2 separate regions of the Triticum aestivum genome follow, and region 1 is linked to region 2. A link is a contact called in public Hi-C data. All regions are on one chromosome and are shown on one strand. The core of a region is the stretch at or near the end of the contact, and the rest is flanking DNA. Distances in the headings are between cores, read along the strand shown.

Region 1 (2,738 bases), core at 171-2,670, 240 kb before region 2:
GAGTCCTAAAATTGTGCACCGGATTTTCTATTAAAAGATGTTCATGAATCTAGAAAAAAAACACAAATGTGAAAAGGTAAATAAATTTGAAAAAACAATTCAACAATTTTAAAAAGGTTAATGAATTCAAATAAACACAATTTTGAAAAATTTCATGATTTTTTGAAGTGAGAAAAAATATGAAAAAGGCAAAACCCACACAAAACTCATCCTAAAAACTAAAAGTGAAAACACGACGGAAAAACCAAAGCAACATTCTGTAAGATTCCCAAAACCAATAGAAAAAACACTACATTACCTGGCCCACTTTGGAACCCCGTAGGGAATGTGTGAATGATTTCTACGATTAGGACCTTAACTGATGCTTGACGCAATAAATAGGATTTACCCTTCTCTCATGCTTAACAAATACTCACTCCATCCCATATTAACTGTGGCTCATAAGGATATAAGTTGTTTGTGATGGCTGGACGGCATGGTCAACAACTATGTTAAGCTTATTAGTTGCTACTTCGGTGAAAAAATTTAGGATGACATTGTGACATTAAGGAAACATATGGGTCTATATTGATGGATCTGCTCAACCTCTTTACTTTTTGTTTGAAAGTAACTTCCTTTATTACGCAACGACATGGTCACCATCGCCCGATACGATCACACCCAGTTCAGCTGGCACATCATCATCATACATGAGTACACCCCTCTACAGGGGAATTTAAGCCTACCTTTGCCAGGTGGTGTGCTGCCTAGTTAACCTCACGACTACAGTGAGTGATTTCACATGACGAGAACCACATGTTCCTCTAGACTTTAATGTCTTCGATCACCTGCACCTGCATGGAAAAGTCCGGCTTCCTTCTGTTCAGGGCTTGTGTCACAAGCAACGCGTCTGTCTTAATGATAAGCCTCACAATTCCCAGCTCAGCAACCACACCAATGGCCATCTCCTGAGCTCTAAGTTCAACACCGAATGCATCATAAGCGTGTGGTACCTGTCCCAGCATAGCTGCATCACCTCGTCGAGACTATTTCTTGCCACATGCTCCTCTTGTTTGTCCCGGTACAAAAGTCGCATCAACTTCAACTTTATAATATCCGATGGAGAGGGTTGCCACCTCACTATCTCCTTGGTCTGCACCTTTTATATTTTGCCAAGGCACCCCTTGTACTCCTTACTTTTGGCAACAAAACAAACTCGGCAAAATTAAGCGTGGATAAGTCGGGTTGGACAGCATGAAGACAATTGAACAACTTTAAAAGGTGAGTCTTGATGATATCCAAGAAATTATAATGAATTCTGCAGGGAAGCCATCAAGACCATTTGGAACACCACAACATTCATCTCCTTTTCAGATAAAGGTGGCATAAGGATATTATTTTCTTCTGCTGTGACTTGTGAAATAGCACATGTTCAGGCTGGCACAGGGTGAAATTCCCTTCATATGGAGCCCAAACGGAGATTTGTAGTATTTGGTGATATAATTTTTGAGCCTTGCTTGACCTCCGGTTCGCCCCTCATCTTGTTGGGGACTAAAAATACATTTCTTCCTATGGAGACCATTATTGATCTTTTGTAATATTTGATTCCTCTTCTTGCGGAAGACGCACAATCTTCTCATTCAATTGGTTTTCAGTTTAATCTTTTCTTGAGACAAGATGCGAGTCTCTACAATTCTGTTGAGGTCGTCAATAATTGCAGATAGACGTTGCTTTCTTTTTTGTACATCTCGATGATGTGTTTCGCCCATCCGAAAGGTATTGTCTGATGGCCCTATTTAAAGTTCCATCTCTGAATAGGTGTTTGACCAACGGCGGGTCTGTCTCATACATTCTTGATTATGTCTCCAAAGCTTCTCCATTGCAGCCATCCCAAATTCAAACTTGAAAGGGCGACGAGCTAGTGGGTGATTGCTTATATCTGCGTTGGTAATTTCCCAAAGAGGGGTTGTCAATCCAGTAGGAGAACCAAACAACACTATGTAAACAACACCTGCACACAAACAACAAAAACTTGCAACCCAATGCGTAAGAGGGGTTGTCAATCCCTCCTCGGTATTGAGATAGATTAAATTGTATTGGATTTGATAAATAGATCTAACTAAAACACAAAATAAAATAAAGAAAGAAAAATGTAGCAAGGTATTTTTGGATTTTTGGATAAATAGATCTGAAAATAATATGATAGGAAATAGACCCGTGGGCCATAGATTTCACTAGAGGCTTCTCTCGAGAAAATATCATACGGTGGGTAGACAAATTAATGTTGGGTAATTGACAAAAAAACAAATAATTATGACGATATCCAAGGCAATGATCATGTATATAGGCATCACGTCCAAGATTAGTAGACCGACTCCTACCAGCATCTACTGCTATTACTGCATACATCGATGTAACATCCCAAATTTTCAATTTGGAATGTTATACACTAGATCATCAATGCATATCATATTTTTGTTTGCTTTTGGTTTGATCCTAGAAATTCTACGCAACTCAAGGACCCTCGGAGAGAGTTGGAGATTTCGTTATTTTCATATTTGAGTTTCTCGAATTTTGAAAATAGGATCGTTTGATTTTATTTATTTTATCTTCAATTATTTCGATTATAAATATATGAGAGAGGGAATAAAATGACTTTCCAAAAAATAAATAAATATTGAGGATTTAATAAAAAAATCAAATAAGGTTTATTTTGGAGTTTTTCCTATTTTATTTGAATTTAGGAAAAATTGCACGTC
Region 2 (2,777 bases), core at 190-2,689:
GTCTAGAGTGGACTTTGGCAGACGGTTTTAATGTTTAATTATGTTTTATTAATTTGCATGTTTTAAATTTAAATTTTTGTGTGCCTATTTAGTTCTTTTAAAACCACACAGATAAATGTGTCGACCCCGTGGGCGCACCGACCGACCCAAATCAAAAATCGGACACGCGCATCTACTCGGCCGACCCAAACGGACAAAAATCATGTTCGTTTGCATCAGCCGATTAGAATTGCTCTTACAAGTGGGACCTATTTGTCTGGAATTATGTCAAAGTATCTAAACACTAAATTAGACCTATCTGCAATGTATTACATCAATATGTGGTGTTTTTCGCAATAAATTTGTATAGTAGGTGTTTTATGCAACACTAACTCCAATAAGTGGTGGTTTGTGCAACTCCCTCCACCTCGGAGCCTCCTCTTTCATCCGAGTAAAAGAAGGAAACCCTAACACCTAACACGGGCACCGTCATCGGAGTCAGGGCTGCATGCGCCTTGATCCAAACGAATTTTACAAGAATTTTAGACGGTTATAATTTTTTGGAATGTAAATTCTATGCTTGATTTGTAAGCGAAAGGAGGAGAGAAATCCGTAAATAGAAAAAAAAACATTCCAATTTCCAAGTGAAGCTACCGCTTCTGGATTCGGACGTGGCGGGGCGATCCGCGTCCAGGCGATGCTGCACGGGCATGTGAAGAAGGAAGGAAGAATGATTGGAAGCAGCCAAGCCCGAAGTGGTCCGTCGCGCGTCGCGTTCCGTCTATCCTATCGGATCACCGTGAACAGTTGCTCCGTCGCCATTTGCAAATCCCTCCTTGTTGCCCGTGCCCATCAAGCCATCACCGGTGTACCTGACCGCGCGCCAGCTCAACCATCTGCTTACGCAGTTTTTTCCCTTCCTTCTTTTACATTTGCTTCGCCATTTCTCACTTCAGTTAAGCTGCCAAGTTGCTCGTCCGTCAGGCCATGCATGGATGTCTCCTATCTGCTCCATCTGGTCCCGTCCTGTCCACTTCGTCCTGGCAAATCTGGATCCCCGGCCGATCGCGGCAACACAAACCGCTCACCCGAAACGGCAAAGACACTGTTCGATCCCTGCAGCTGCAGCTGTGCTGCGATCACCGCATCGCATGTGATTGATTCTATCCTCCCATCCAACCAACTGCGCCCACGAACTCCTCACCACGATCGAGGTCCACTCCGTTTCGAGAAAAGGAATAAAAATCCACCGCGAGGTGCACGACGCTCACGTGTGCCACTATTGGCCTGCGTCGGACTCGGACGGTGATCGCCTCCCAGCTGTGAGCCGGACCCGTCCGCCAGCTCCCGCCGTATCCGGGCTACACGACGTGCTCATGGTCCACGGACGATTTTCTCTGTAGAGCGAGCCAGGCCATGGACGACTCGAGCCAGCTCCCTATATAACGGAGGGTGCGCGCAGCACATAGCCATAGCCCATAGGCAACCACTCATCCCATTGGCCGCAGTGTCCAACGGGTGGGAGGCAGCAGGGAGAATTAATGGGTAAGCGCCAGGTTCTCCCCGCTCTGCTCCTCGCCCTCCTGGCTCTCGCGTCCAGCGGTGGCGGCGCCCATGCGTCGGCGGGCGGCGGTCCCCATCCGGCTACGCCGGTGAAGGCGCCGTTTAGCAGGCACAGCTTCCCCAAGGGGTTCGTCTTCGGCACCGGCTCCGCAGCCTACCAGGTCCGTGCATGCGCTCCAGCCACGTACCGACCGTAGATGCATTACCACGCACGTACTCATCGGCGATGGCTTCCGTGCAGTACGAAGGCGCCGTCAAGGAAGGTGGCCGGGGGCCGACGGTGTGGGACAAGTTCGCCCATACTCCAGGTACACGCTCTGGTGCATCGATCTACACCAATGTAGCTTAATTCCCCACATATACTCCGATAAACTAAGTCATGGAAGCAGTGCTAGGCTCAAATATCTCTTCTCCAAAGACAGACATCAGTTTTAATCTTGAGATAATATCAGTTAGTAAAAAGCTATAAACAAAACTGTATGTTGCCCTGCAGGCAAGATTGCAGACGGTGGCAATGGAGACGTAGCGCTAGACTTTTACCATCGGTACAAGGTGAGCTACTCTCATTTCTCATATGCCCGTGTAGAGCGTTCGACATTAATTTTAGAAAGTAAGTAATTAACCTGGCTCCGATCCGTGATTACAGGAGGATCTGAAGTTGGTGTTGGACATGAACATGGATGCCTTCCGGTTCTCCATCGCGTGGAGCAGGATCCTGCCAAGTACGTGCGAATGTGATAGAAACATTCTAATTATATTTGTCTTTGGGCATCTTATCAATTTATCATCTCTCTCTTTGGTTCACTACTCGCAGCTGGTTCCATGAGTGGAGGAGTGAACAAAGAGGGGATTGCATTTTACAACAGACTTATCAATGAGGTCATAGCTAAAGGTGTTTTTTTTTTAATCTCTCTCTCCCCTATTGGCTTCAAATAATTTGTTGTACTCCCTCCGGTCCTTTTTACTCTGCATATTAAGTTTGTCTGAAGTCAATTTCATCCAACTTTGACCAAGTTTATGTAAAAAATTATTGACATTTACATAACAACGCCAATATCATTAGATTCATCTCGAAATATATTTTCATATTATATTTATAAAATATTATAGATGCTATTAATTTCTAATATAAATTTGGTTAAACTTAGCTAAGTTTGACTTTCGGCAAATTCAATGTGCAGAGTAAAAAGGACCGGAGGGAGTACTATACCCTATTCCTTACACTGTTTTTCACC

What was found. A called contact is a pair of places that touch in the nucleus more often than the background predicts.
Region 1: a Hi-C map of leaf shows a contact between it and region 2, with 6 times the contacts expected there. The contact joins the enhancer-like site here to the promoter of LOC123112412 in region 2. A contact is called at or near these places in 4 of 5 Hi-C or Micro-C datasets (leaf and an unstated tissue) and 1 of 1 datasets of contacts at active chromatin or transcription factors (leaf).

What each region holds. Positions count from the first base shown.
Region 1 is chr5B:453,085,878-453,088,615 of IWGSC CS RefSeq v2.1, reverse strand. No RefSeq gene overlaps it. Among protein-coding and RNA genes, the nearest start is that of LOC123116407, 12 kb to the left of the region's middle. Within about 2 kb of position 1,420, at least 1 of the 8 cell types and tissues checked has an H3K27ac peak or open chromatin away from gene starts, as enhancers often do.
Region 2 is chr5B:452,850,316-452,853,092 of IWGSC CS RefSeq v2.1, reverse strand. It overlaps LOC123112412 (beta-glucosidase 30), which reads left to right and starts at 1,439. Exons shown (of 7, transcript XM_044533392.1): 1 at 1,439-1,703; 2 at 1,784-1,850; 3 at 2,036-2,094; 4 at 2,189-2,264; 5 at 2,357-2,434. The coding sequence starts at 1,521.